4 separate regions of the Mus musculus genome follow, and all the other regions are linked to region 2. A link is a contact called in public HiChIP or PLAC-seq and Micro-C data. All regions are on one chromosome and are shown on one strand. The core of a region is the stretch at or near the end of the contact, and the rest is flanking DNA. Distances in the headings are between cores, read along the strand shown. Region 1 overlaps Stx8 (syntaxin 8). Region 2 overlaps Ntn1 (netrin 1). Region 3 overlaps Pik3r5 (phosphoinositide-3-kinase regulatory subunit 5). Region 4 overlaps Stx8 (syntaxin 8).

Evidence for each region. A called contact is a pair of places that touch in the nucleus more often than the background predicts. HiChIP or PLAC-seq counts read pairs in DNA pulled down with a chosen protein or histone mark.
Region 1: a contact with region 2 is called in a FOXA1 HiChIP or PLAC-seq map of pancreatic cancer cells. The contact joins two enhancer-like sites. A contact is called at or near these places in 2 of 115 datasets of contacts at active chromatin or transcription factors (the NIH/3T3 cell line and pancreatic cancer cells).
Region 3: a FOXA1 HiChIP or PLAC-seq map of pancreatic cancer cells shows a contact between it and region 2. The contact joins two enhancer-like sites. A contact is called at or near these places in 1 of 115 datasets of contacts at active chromatin or transcription factors (pancreatic cancer cells) and 1 of 9 other capture datasets (pancreatic islet).
Region 4: a contact with region 2 is called in a Micro-C map of embryonic fibroblasts, with 5 times the contacts expected there. The contact joins two enhancer-like sites. A contact is called at or near these places in 1 of 15 datasets of contacts at CTCF or cohesin (the NIH/3T3 cell line) and 1 of 484 Hi-C or Micro-C datasets (embryonic fibroblasts).

The regions. Positions count from the first base shown.
Region 1 is chr11:68,071,027-68,074,298 of GRCm38.p6, forward strand. The region is part of intron 6 of Stx8 (syntaxin 8); the gene reads left to right. Among named protein-coding and RNA genes, the nearest start is that of Stx8, 110 kb to the left of the region's middle. Within about 2 kb of position 1,340, at least 21 of the 459 cell types and tissues checked have an H3K27ac peak or open chromatin away from gene starts, as enhancers often do. A contact at or near this core is called in the NIH/3T3 cell line and pancreatic cancer cells, where this site is marked.
Region 2 is chr11:68,311,897-68,315,361 of GRCm38.p6, forward strand. All of the region lies in intron 2 of Ntn1 (netrin 1), which reads right to left. Among named protein-coding and RNA genes, the nearest start is that of Ntn1, 73 kb to the right of the region's middle. Within about 2 kb of position 2,140, at least 96 of the 459 cell types and tissues checked have an H3K27ac peak or open chromatin away from gene starts, as enhancers often do. A contact at or near this core is called in the NIH/3T3 cell line, embryonic fibroblasts and pancreatic cancer cells, where this site is marked.
Region 3 is chr11:68,466,936-68,470,158 of GRCm38.p6, forward strand. The region is part of intron 1 of Pik3r5 (phosphoinositide-3-kinase regulatory subunit 5); the gene reads left to right. Among named protein-coding and RNA genes, the nearest start is that of Pik3r6, 34 kb to the right of the region's middle. Within about 2 kb of position 1,471, at least 53 of the 459 cell types and tissues checked have an H3K27ac peak or open chromatin away from gene starts, as enhancers often do. A contact at or near this core is called in pancreatic cancer cells, where this site is marked.
Region 4 is chr11:68,088,760-68,092,077 of GRCm38.p6, forward strand. All of the region lies in intron 6 of Stx8 (syntaxin 8), which reads left to right. Among named protein-coding and RNA genes, the nearest start is that of Stx8, 120 kb to the left of the region's middle. Within about 2 kb of position 1,277, at least 71 of the 459 cell types and tissues checked have an H3K27ac peak or open chromatin away from gene starts, as enhancers often do. A contact at or near this core is called in the NIH/3T3 cell line and embryonic fibroblasts, where this site is marked.

The DNA.
Region 1 (3,272 bases), core at 90-2,589, 240 kb before region 2:
GCTGATGGAAGGAATAGCTGCTGGCATATTCTACAATGTAGAAGAACATGAAAACATTGTACTTGGTAGAAGAAGCCAGACACTGTCTTTCACATGTTGTATAATCCCATTGACTTGAAATATCTGTAATAGGTAAATGCATAGCTGTAAAACTCTAGATTGGCGATCCCCAGGAACTGAAGGAAAAGGCAGTGGATGTGAACTGGAAGAAAGGACAGTGGGTGTGAATTGAAAGAAAAGGCAGTGGGTATAAACTAGAAGAAAGGACAGTGGGTGTGAACTGGAAGAAAGGGCAGTGGGTGTGAACTGGAAGAAAGGGCAGTGGGTGTGAACTGGAAGAAAGGGCAGTGGGTCTGAACTGCTTTGGGGGTAAAGAGACTGAAACTAGACCTAGTATTTGATCACTACTATGAATGTACTAAATGCTCCTGAATTGTTTAAAGTACTACTTCTATGTAGTATTGACTTGACTTCAATAAAAGATAAAAAAGAACAATTCACATTATAAGGTGTGGCAAAGCAGCCATAGTTGATATGTAAATAAGTGAATGCAGGTGCATTCTAATGTAGTGTATAAAGCTTTATTTATAGTGAGAGAAGAGGGGATAGACAGATTTGCTCTGTAGGCAGTTTACCAGCCCTACTACAATGTGAAAGATAATTTTGATAGTGATTGGGGATAGGATAGGTGGGGATGAAGACTGAGCAGATGAGAAGTCTTGGAGTGGGAGAGCAGTTAGCCTGGAAACTATCCCAGTAATCTAAGCAAGCCTCTTCACTGTGGAGGAGGCGCCGACCCTGCCTTACCCTGTAAGGTGGATGGGATTGCGGTCTTTTCCACCTACCCCTACCGTTACTTTTGTATGTGCATTTAAATTTTCCCCTTAAAAAGGATTGGGCACAGTTCCAAATGGAGAGACTCTCTTAATAGAATGAGAGGGCAAGCTGGCGGGGAAGTGGCCGTGAGGGAGAAGAGCACCAAGGCTTCTAAGCATTCACAGGCTTTTCAGCTGAGGTTGGCTCAGCACTCTCTGTTGACTTTAGGACTCTCACACTTGCTTGAATAATGACAAAGATATTTACCTTTTAGACTCGTGTGTGTGTGTGTGTGTGTGTGTGTGTGTGTGTGTGTGTGTATGTGTGTGTGTGTATTCTTTCATAGATAACCTTCACCACTCTTAATGCATTAGCTGCCAACTTTTCCTCCTCTTCCTCTTCCCTCCCTTCTTCCCTCTCCTGTTTCCCAGTGCTGAGATTAGAAACTCAGGAGCTTACAATTACGAGGCTCCCAGATCCCCTTAGGATAGTTAAGTCACACATCCCATTAGTAATAATCTTGAGATGTGGCCAAAGGTGTGACTCAGTGATAGTATCTGTTCGTGCCACACACAAGGCCCTGACTTTAATCACCAGCACCAATAAAAACAAAAGTATTTGTGAGTGAAGTTCTAGATCATTCTTTATAATTGCTCTTATAAAGTTATATACACTATTGCTCTGTGTATTGCATGGATCCTAAAAGAATTTAGAAGAGGTTTTCTGTCCACATTCTAGTGACTCATCTCATACATCCTCCTTTGTAGACTCTTCATGTAAATTATCCTTTGGCTTAAATTTCCCCCTTTCCCAGCGAAATGGAGCCTAGTAAGGAAGCGGTGCTGCCGTGTGTATTGTTTTAACATTATCCTGGACTATGTGCTGTTGGAACTTTCCGATGTGGAAACAGCTGAATTGCTTCTGAGGCTCTCACACACTGAGTTGACTTGAGAACTTAGTGATTAATAAGGCAAAACTATTTCTCTTCGGGCAGAGCCATGGGTTCGGTTTTTCTTCGGGTTAAAAGAACATTAGTCTTCTAACCAGGGATTTCTGCTGTCTTTATAGTGGAACAAATGCTTTTTTCAGATCTAATCCTGGCGTGATAAATAAAGCTCTCTGCAAGGTGCTTGGGAAAGTTGTAAGCAGCTCCCGCGTGGAGAGGCCTTTGTTGTGGAGGAAGAGGCCTAACCTCAAGGGTTAATCAGTCACTGTTCGTGTAGGTCAGAGAGAAAAGTTCACATCTGAGTGGTACTGGCCATCAAGCCCTTTCTTGTGGTTCTTTCCACAGTGATATATTCTTAAATATCCCTTGAGTTCAAGCCTCCCAGATAGATTTATTGGAGCAAAATGTTCCTTGTCCATATGATAAGTTGTGTATTTATTTGCATTGAAACTGAGATAAGTGACAATCAGGAACTCTGTGGTAGCTGTGATTTGAGCAAACATGCTAGTAAGTAATACTGGCCAAGTGTCCAAATGTGCATCTAACACGCTGCCTGGCATATTGCAGATGTTTGTTGATTGCTTATTGGCTGAATGAGTGTAGAGTTTTACGAGGCTGAGTCCAGTATGGTGCTGCCAAGTTGGGCCAGCGTGTGATAGTTGCACAGTCTTCACTTTGTAACTGTTTTGTTAAACTGTATATGTAGATCTTTTGGGTTTCCCTTTACATGCTGGATTTCAGGATTAAAATGTTTTTAAGCACTTTAAGGGGGGTTGTAACAAAGTATATCCTATCCATGGAGCTTGTTTGCTTTAGAGGTTCAAGAGTAATATGCTAAAATTTCCTTTGTTGAATTGAAGCATAAACAGTTGAGTGTTTGCTTGTCAACACATAGAATTTGGTAATTAATTTGTACTTGGGAAACTTGCTCTGGGTTTGAACACTTAGGAAACAAGGTTTCCAAGTATGTCTTGCTCCCAGCCAAGAGCAGCTGTGCCGTACACTGCTTTTCAGGTGGCTTCTCTGGGACATCTGTGAAAACAGACGTCAGTAACTGAGCGTGGCCGAGAGCATGGCACTCTGTAGTGTTCTGTGATATATGGTGGCTGGGGTCTCCACTGGAGTAGAACACCATGCTGACTTGTATAAAAATACTTATTTGACTTAAATTTCATTTCTGCTCAGTAATAAATTGCAAGGATAAACCTCCCAATGTTAGGAGAAAGTGTATAATACACTATGCAGTTTTCATTCAGATAAGCTCAAGGTGGAGAATCGGGAGGTGACGCCTCCTTAATGGCTTTGGTTTGCCCTGTGATGTATATGTCCGTGATAAATTAAGATGACTTTCCTGGCACTTGTGTGATGATTATTATCAGTTACAAATAATTCTGGACGATGGTAGTGCGCGCATTTAATCCTAGCTCTCAGGAGGCAGAGACAGGAGGATCAAGGCCAGCCTAGTCTACAGAGTGAGTTCCAGATAGCACAAGACTATGCAGAGAGACCC
Region 2 (3,465 bases), core at 890-3,389:
TAAATGGATAAAAATGAAATGTGGTATATCCCTACAGTGGAATATTACTCTGCCATGAAAATGAATAATGTGCTTGCATGTTAAATGTGGACAAACCTTGAAAACATGATGTTAAAAACCACTAGTCACAGAGGATCACATTAGTATGACATTCCATAATCCACAAAGACAGAAGTAGATAATGGTTGCCAGGAGCTGAGACAGGGCAGGGGAGATGGAGAATAACTGTTAATACATACGAGGCTTGTTTGTGGATGATGGAAATTGGTTGCATAACTCTGAATATATGAAACACCATTGAACTGCCTACTTTGCACAGTTAGTTATATAGCACACAACTTGTAACTCTCTCCCCTTTTATAGGTAAGGAAACTGAGGCACAGAGGACCTCAATAACTGGTCCAAGTCACATACATACCTGTAGTGGCCTGGTAGTGTGGCCCTATGGTCTATGGACTCCCTGCCCATAGACACAGGCTATGGTCCCTCTTGGCTTCTACCATGCAACACACACAAAGGGGCAGACCTCAGCCCCCCCCCCCTACCAAGGGGACACAGATAAGACAGCTCCCTCTTCCCTACTGTGAACTTTGAGTAGACACCGTGGGGACACAGCCCCTCATGGCTGGGGCCTCCAGGAAACAATTCACTTAGCCAAAGGCGAGGCCAGAGGCCAGTGGGTTAGTGCCTGAATGATGGCCTTTGTGCTTTTGAGGCTCACAGTATCCTTAGCCACCCCACCACCAACACCCCAATGCTCCATCACTTGGCCATCCTCTTGGATACAGACCATCCTCCATCATCTTCCCTGGACCCCCCCCGCCAGCATCTTAGCTCATCCCCTGATGACAATCTGCTTTATGTCCTCAGCCTCCTGCTCTGTCCCCTCGGCTTTCTCTCTATTTCCTCAGCCAAAGCATATTTTCCTATAACATCATGTCTGATCCGGGAGGTCCTAAAAGCACTCCTTCACTCTGCAGGGCTTCTTCCACCCAGCCCCCCAGCCACAGAGGGTCACAGTGCACACTTTCATAGCAATGTCCCCACAGACCCTCCCTGACAGCAGACAAGACATCCATATCAGAGAAATAGGATGTACTATTCCTTAAAATATTTAACTCTGATCCATGTACCTGAATAGCAAGATCTACTTCTACTGCCTTCTACTTCTTGGCTGCCTTTAGAATACCTTTCCCAGCATATTTTCTGAAGAGGAGCTACAGTCATCTCTGGGAAAGGGCAGTCAGGCCCCCAACAGCACAATGCAGACAGCGCTGAGAGGCCAGTGGAAGCTGACCTCCTGAGGCCTTCCAGAGTGGTAATGAGCACGTGATGGATGAGAGCCTTCGCTGGTTTCCTAGCTGAGGCATGCACTGGCAGCCCAGTGCTCTCCAGCAAGCTTGGAAAAGCTTTGTAAACGAGACAGGGGGCAATCACCAAGATGAGAAAAGACTGGGACGGGAGGGGGTGGGCGCTAGGGAGGAGTCCCTCACCATCACAGCTATCTCAACAGTTTATCAACAGCTAGGAAAGGCCCCAGAAGCCTGGCTGGCAGGGTGAGGGCCACGACTCCACTCCTCATGGTAGTAAGGGCTCTGTTCCTTCTACCCCACCTGCCTACCGAGGAGGAGTGCCTGCCCCCTTGGGTGTTCTGCAGAGGCACCTGCCTCCTGGATATGGGTTTAAACAACTTGCTGTCTCATCCACGGTAACAGAGCCCTGGCCAACAACAAGAGGTGATATGCTCAGTTAACCAAATGCAATGACGACTAAGAAGGCTCTCGGGAGGCTTTCCAACCTCTCAGAGGCTTCCACAATCTGCCCCATGGAGAAACAAATGCAGAGGTTGAAGGAAAGGGCCACCCAGCCTGCCCCTGGGGCCACCACCCCTCCGGCTCATGTTTGTTTTGTTTATGAGAGGAAAAATCTCCCACTGTTCGCCAAGAAAGGGTCCCACGCAGTCCTCCCCCCACCCCACCCCACTCCCACCCCCAAGCTTGGAAGATGTATGTACTGGGCTCTGATAACCTTGCAGGCTCCCAGAGTACACTGAGGCAGGACAAGAGCAGTAAGCTCCCTGCAGGGCAGACAGACCTCAGCCAGGGCCTGCTAGTTGTTTCTGGGGGCTGTGGCCACAGGAAATGTCAGAGCTTTGTGTCACCAGCCCCACGTGGAAGAATGAGTCAGGGCACTGAGCTCAGCTCCTGCCTGTTTGCTGTTTTCCTCCTTAGGCCACAGAAGCACATCTGAAGCTGGCTTTCGAATTAGCACCAGCAAGGCACATGAGGGTGCCAGCATCCACACACCGATCCTATACTTCTCCTTTGCTGGGATCTGTCCGGCTCCTGGGACTGGACATGTGGACAGGGCAGCAGACTCTCCAGACAAGCTCTGAGACAGAAAACAGTTGGGTCACTGTGATGCCTGCCTACCCTGAGAGCCCTAGGGGCGTGCTCCATGCATTAGGAGGCTTAGAGAACACATCTAGATGAGCTCCGTTTCCAATCAGCCCACCTCAGACTCACAGGACTTTGTGAATAGCCTTCAAGCTGCTTTTTGAATGGCGTTATGAATGGGTAGTGGCTCTTTCCTCTACCTTCGGGTACCTCAAGCTTGGCAGCTGGATGTTAAGTTGGGGCCCAACTGTAGAGCATATAGGGCTCTTATAGGGTTCCACACTCACAGTTCATCTACCCAAGAAAAATACAGGGAGCATTTCCCACACACTTCTTAAGGTGACAAGTTCTAGAAAATGCAAAGTCTGCCTTCAGATGTCCTTTAGGTAGGCACCATGATTTAATTTCTAAAACTACAAGACAGATGAGGCCAGTAATTATGAGAGAACTGGGAGGAGGAAGGGCCCCAGGGAATCATCATTTGTCTCTTATTTATTTATTTATTTATTTATTTATTTTTACTTAAAACACCAGGTACTATACAAAATATGTGTCTGTGTTTTTAAAATTGTGTTTATCTGGTGTGTATCACTGTGCACATGCCATAATGCACAGGTTAGAGAACAATTTGTGGGAGTCAGTTCTCTACTTCCATCATGTGGATGGTGGGGATCAAGCGCAGGTTGTCAGGCTTAGTGGTAAGGCTTTCTTTACCTCCTGAGCCACCGTAGAGAGCCCACTGTATATACTCATGTTATGGTTTGAACCCAGGGCCTCAGACATGCTAAGCAAGCACTCCCTCAGTGAGCCACACCCCTGGCCCTTAAAGTGACTTTCACTCCATCTGTAAATGCCTTAGTAGAGTCACACAGATCTCTTCTAAATAAATACACATGCATCTTTATAAGAAATAAAAAAACACTATTTTAAATCCCGCCTTTCCTGTCTTACTCCTTTTAAGTCAAGAAATAATTCACAACATCTGAATAGCTGAATCACACATATTTCATTTTATGGCTACATTAGAGTCGACTTAACTACATCCCCATTGTTGGACACTTTTGCTATT
Region 3 (3,223 bases), core at 221-2,720, 150 kb after region 2:
TGTTTTTAGACTTGTGATCCTTTCCACATCACTTCTGTATCGTTCTGGATCTTTCTGCATAATGAGAGGATGTGGGTTTTCATTTGCTCTCGTCTTTTCTGTCTCTCAAAAGTTTTATTCATAAAAATTGCTTATTTTAAAGTTTATTATCTTTATTTCTCTTGATGCTATTATAAGTGGGGCCTTCCCCCTAGGACATATCTTAATGTAAAGAGAAATATGGGGCTGGAGAGATGGCTCAGCAGTTAAAAGCACTGACTGCTCTTCTGAAGGTCCTGAGTTCAAGTCCCACCAACCACATGGTGGCTCACAACCATATGTAATGATGCTCTCTTCTGGTGTGTCTGAAGACAGCTACAGTGTACTGACGTATAATAGTAAACTAAATCTTAAGAAATAATTGAGAAATATTAATTTCTATGTTATTTTTTATCCAACAACATTCTCTAAGTATTTTCATTGTTACAGCCATGTATTTTTTTGTTGTTGTTGTTGCTGTTGTTGCTAACTGCAGTTTCTATAATATATCAGGAAGGGGCGAGGATAAAAGCCAGCAGCTCCGCCACTGACAACGCTGTAGTTTTTGAAAGACATATGACTTACAAGACCTCAGAGCTTAGCCATGCACTTGGCCTGCCATTACTCAGAATACCCAGCTGAGCCAGAAATGAACTGAAATGAAGAACCTCAGAGTACAAAGCCAAGCAGTCGTGAGCAATGAGACCAGCCAGCCTTTCAGCTGCTGTCCACACAGTGGTATCACCGTAGTAACTATACCTAGTGTGAGTGTCCAAAACAATGATTTCAGCAGCAGAAGTCGGCCATAAAATGTGTAATACAAACCTGAACCTGTACTTTAGGCAATAGAGTGAGTGATCCAATATGAAGAGAAGGCATATGACCGACCCCAGAATGATTCAGAAATCATTGAAAAAATGACCTGGGAATTCCTGTCCTCACCAATACATTTTGAACTTTTGATAAACCAGAGTTCCCGAAATAGATATTTGAGAACCTGTTCCAGTAACTCTGGGAGAAATTAGAAAAGTAATTCAAATTAACTTGTTAGCGAGAGCTGAGGTGACTCACACCATCGGGAGGATGGGAGCTCCCATCCAAGCAAGTGAGTCTGGGCTCAGACTTCCACTGTCTCTGAGGGCAAGCCTTCCTCAGTAAGGTCAGCCAGCCCTCTGCACTGGCTCAGAAGAGGAACTTGAAAAGGAAAAAGCCATTGTTTAATGTTTTAACACTGCCCATCAGGGGAGCCTGCCTGGCAGCAGCTGGAATTTTATAAAGGGGACTCCTCTTAATGAGGGGAATCCCAGGATTGGACATCCGATACTGAACGGAGCAGGTCTTGCTTTTCAAGCTTTTGAAAAAGGTCTCATCCCACTGTCTACTGTCACCCCTTCCCCAGAGCCAATGGGGTTCTGCCCACAAGTCATAAGGAATGGCAGTTGTCAGTGAGTCATCCTGACAAAGCGAACCTCGTGCATGGCCAAGCGTGGAGCACAAGGGCTGACTTCACCCACAGGCTCCAGATGAGCCCACCCCCACTCTCATCTTTGTACTTCACCGAGGGGCTCCCCCACGGGACCTCTATTGCCTCCCTCAGGCTCCCAGGCCAAGCACTCAGTAGGTCCCAACTTTTTTTAAAAAGTCATCTATTTGTGTTTACGTTTATGGGTGTTTTGTCTGTACGTATATCTGTCTGCATACCACGTGCATGCCTGTTGCCCAGGAGGCTAGAAGAGGTTGTTGGATCCATAGAACGAGAGATACAGGTGGTGACAAGGCACATGTGAGAGTTGGCGATTGAAACCTGGTCCTTTGGAAAGTAAGTACTGGTAACCGCTGAGCCATCTCTTCAGCCCCAGGTCCTAACTCTTAAGAGCATGGACCAACGCCTAGATGACAGAAATAGTATAGGGAGCCCAGCATATCAGTGACTCTGCCCTGGGCTTGGAGGATATCTGGCTCTTGACCTTGGTTGTCTCCTTAGAGCCAGGGAGCACCGAGGAGTCTACAGGAGGAAGGATGGAAGGGCATGCATCAGCAGGTACTGGAGAAGGGTGCTGCTGACACTGGGGAAGGCTGCTAGCAGCAGACCAGGACACTGGACTCTGATACCTGTAAGGACAAGGCATGGCAGAAGAAAACACGGTGGCTGAGAAGGCTCATTCGTGACTCACCTTTGCATCATGACAGTGTAAGGCAAAGGTGACTCACACTGGCCTCCTAGCAAGACCAGCTTGTCCATCACTTCAGGGGTTGGGCAGAGGGGCGACTTAACAGCCAGTTCACACTTCTATCCTTTCCTCAGGCTGGAGAGGCAGGGCCCAGGTTGCCACCATGCACAGGGTGTCCTCTTCTGAATAATAAGGGGGTCTGTTTTCTGGAAGAGGTAGGCTGGACTGGGCAACTGGTGTAGATAGACATGCCAGGGTTCAAGATTACCAGCAACCGGGAATGCCAACCTCTTTAAGAAAAATCCCAAGAATTGAGTTTTCCCTTGGAGTGCATTGGTTTTCTTTCCTTTCTAAACTGCATCTGATTTGCTGAGGGGCAATGTGTGCAGAGTTAAGAACCCAGACGTCCTGGGTTTGCATTCTGGCTTTGCTACCTGTGATGGTTTGTATATGCTCTGCCCAGGGAGTGGCACTATTAGAGGGCGTGGCCCTGTTGGGGTAGGTGTGTCACCGTGAGTGTGGGCTTTAAGACCCTTATCCTAGATGTCAGGAAGCCAGTATTCTGCTAGCAGCCGTTAGATGAAGATGTAGAACCATCAACTCCACCTTCATCATGCCTGCCTAGATGCTGTTATGCTCCTGCCTTGATGATAATGGACTGAACCTCTGAACCTATATGCCAACCCCAATTAAATGTTGTCCTAATAAGACTTGCCTTGGTCATAGTGTCTGTTCACAGCAGTAAAACCCAAACTAAGATACTACCTCTGAGCTATGTAAACCTGGGCAAGGTATTCTACTCCTCTGTGTCACTAATTGCCCATCTTTTTCTCCTACTCCACTACTGTCCCACAGAGGTGGTCTAGCCTCCTGCCTCTTACTGCTGGGTTGCCCACCCTGATGGTTACCTACTCAGAGTAACAAAACTGTTCAAGCCCAGCTGTCTTTCTAGTGTCCTGCCACCCACACAGTGGACTTGCAAGCTGTCCTTCTGCCTCTTCCCTGTTCCCTGCCAATGTTCCTGATGAATTGGG
Region 4 (3,318 bases), core at 27-2,526, 220 kb before region 2:
GGTTTCTCCAGCCTCCTTTCTTGGCCTAGGTAAAATGTGACTGGGATAGCCGCATCCTGATTATTAGGGTTGGGCCTGGAGCTGAGTGGCAGAACGCTTGTCCTGTGTGCTCTAGGTCCTGGGGTGCAGTCCTCAGTACTACACAGACACTAAAAAATACACACTTTGTGATAATTGACTCAACTGTGGATTGGAGTTACTTGTATTTCACAACCAATATGGAAATGTTAATTAGCTCCTAGTTTCATGGCTGTGCTGTCCCTGGATTCAAGCTCTGTGGTATCACTGACTACTGTGATTTATAGCTTCTGTTATTATATAATGACTCAACCAACTTGAGTCCCCTCCTCCCCATTCATTTCTTCATTATCTGAAAACAATATGAAGGACAGGGTGTTCATTGTATAACCCAGGCCGGCCTCAAACTGGTGGCAATCCTGCCCTTAAGTTCTTGGATTATCAGCATGAGCCACAACCCCTGACTGAAAATATTGAAAAATATTTTGGTGGGGAAATGGTATGTGTGTGGTACATAAATGTCCTTTGTAAGTGATATTACAATATTGTCTCTGACATGTTGTTCAGACATAAATGTTGTATGTTTGCAAAAAATTTAGAATATGCTTTCTAACATATAAATCTATGCATGCATATACAGACATAGAAACAGAAATATTTGTATATACACATACACCCGTGTAATTCTTTGTTATGACATACTGTTCGTTTATCATGTTTTCTGTCACTCTCTCTGCAAATGGAATCCGCAAATGGAATCTGCAAATGGAAGCTGGCCCAACAGATCCCATCCACACACGGGGAGCATTAGTGCAGCGTGAGGCAAAGTCTCTCCGCCACATAGTTCTGCTAATCGGAATGAGTTTAGCATGTGGTATTTACTGTTTGGTCTTGCCGACACTCACTTTGTGTTCTGACACGATGCTCTAGTTACTAACAAAAGCATCTGCCATGGAAAAAAAGTAGTCAGGTGATCTTGCTGGAGTTTGAAAATGTGGCAGCTCTTGGTGGTTTTAAATATATGGAAATTAAAGATGGGTAGTCAGCTAGCGACTCAGACAATTTTTTTGATGCTGCCACAGACCCCACAAACTTCACTGCAAGTGCAGCCTGGGAAGAATAAAAATCCAGGAGGGACGGAATGGCGGCTAAGAGGCACGATGGCCAAAGGCTGCCTGCCACAGCCAGAAGATGTGAGTGATTGCATCCTGTGAGGCACTAAGCACTTTAGCAAACCTGTGTAGTTTGATCCCGCTTCATGCCTTTTCTATGACCTCATTCCCTGCATTCCAGAGATGGGCGAGTAGTCTCTGACTCCGTGTGCAGTTGCCTGCGGTCTCTTTCTTTGTGAGTACACCATAGCCCCTCAAGGATGGTTTCTTTGTTTTGGATAGAGGTCCTTCCTATGTCACCCATGTGGCTCCAGCTCCTGGGCTCAAGCTGTCACCTCACTTCAGTCTCCCTAGTGGCTGGTACTGTGGTTAGTGCAGATGCAGGCTTCGAGTGGCTAGATTCTGAGTCCCCCCAGATCACAGTCATTTGTCCCCACATCTCTTTACCCCATTGTTTGCTGGTATTTCCTGGATGCTGTGTGATAGATCGTGTCCTTCCTTTATTGGGGAGTTTCCTCCCTTGCTGCTGTCCTAATGCTTGCAGAATTGTATCTGTATTCTGAATGTTAGGAACCGCAGGCGCAATCTCTGCAGATGATAAACACTGTCCACGACGGATACCTAATGCTTACATTTTGGTTGTTCCTACAGGAAGACTCAGTGTTTACCACATCAGAGAAAAGTCCTCTTTCTTTTACTTGATGGTTATCTCATCTGTCTTCCCAGCTCTTTATCCCCCACCTCTCAGTTTTATTTGCTAACATGTTTCGTCCTTTTTATGCCCTTTTCTGTCTTCTGGGGCATATTTCCTAAAGCTCGCCCCTAGTGTACAGTAACTGCCTTCCTTGTTTCTTTAACAGTCAGGGTTCTGTCTTAGTGTTGTCAAGGGTGTGACATTGTTGCCTTTTGGTAGGTCTGAGCTTGTGACACTGACTTAGTGTCTAATGGCTTCGTCTTGGGAGTATTCCTTGGATGTTCCTTTATTTGAGCTCTTTCTTGCACCTCTTGGCTCTTTGTACACAGAGCTCCCTGTCCATTTGTTTGGCAGTTGGGAAGGGTCTTAGCACAGGCCTCTGTTGCACATTTCAGACCCAGATGAAAGGCTCTGGTTTGAGGTGCGGAGAAAACATGACAGGGGTCCTTGCTTTCTGCCTAACCTGCCCCTGCTCACTGCCTCCCCTCGCCCCACCATGTGTAAGGTGTGAACAGGCAAGGGGACATCCCCATGGAGTGGCTTCCAGAGTGGTGGCTTCCAGAAGCACTGCAGGAGTTCCTACCAGGTGCCCTGCAATAGGAAACCCATAGGTAGGAATTTAAACTAATAACTTTAGAATTTTTATTTATTTAAATGTGTGTATGGGTGTTTCACTATACATACAAACACACACACACACACACACACGTATGTGCACCACATGCACACCTGGTGCCCATGGAGGTCTAAAGAAAGCATCAGATACCCTGGGCATAGAATTACAGGCAGTTAGGAGCCTCCATGCTAAAAATTAAACTTGGGTCCTCTAGAAGAGCAACAAAGGTGGTTGATCACTGAGCCATCTCTCCAGCCCCTGAACTAGTAGCTTTAAGAAAAGTTCTTGCCAGGCAGTGGTGGCGCATGCCTTTAATCCCAGCACTTGGGAGGCAGAGGCAGGTGGATTTCTGAGTTCGAGGCCAGCCTGGTCTACAAAGTGAGTTCCGGGACAGCCAGGGCTACACAGAGAAACCCTGTCTCAAAAAAAAAAAAAAAGAAAAGAAAGAAAAGTTCTTTGCTCACTATTAAAAAAAAAAAAAAAAAGGCTTTAAGTATTATTAGTAATAGTAAAGTCATAATGATTTTACAGCTCCAGAGTCCATTATGACACAAAAAAAACCATAAAATTCACCTAAAAATATATAGTATATGTACTGCCTTTATGTAGGATCTATTGACATTAAAATAGGAAATTTTATGAGAATAGAAAACTTATGAACTCTAGAGTCCACTAGTTGACAGCACCCAGTATTTCTCACGGCTTTCCCTTGCCTCCCTTGCCAGTGTACTGCCTTTACGTGGTGGGCTTTTGTCTTCTGATGCAAAAGCACTTGGTGTCACAAATCAACATGTGATAGAAATGGAAGGGGCTTCTTGGAACCAAATGCAAATACTTCCCAGGAGGTATTTCTCTTTGGAGGCTCAACTGTCATGAAT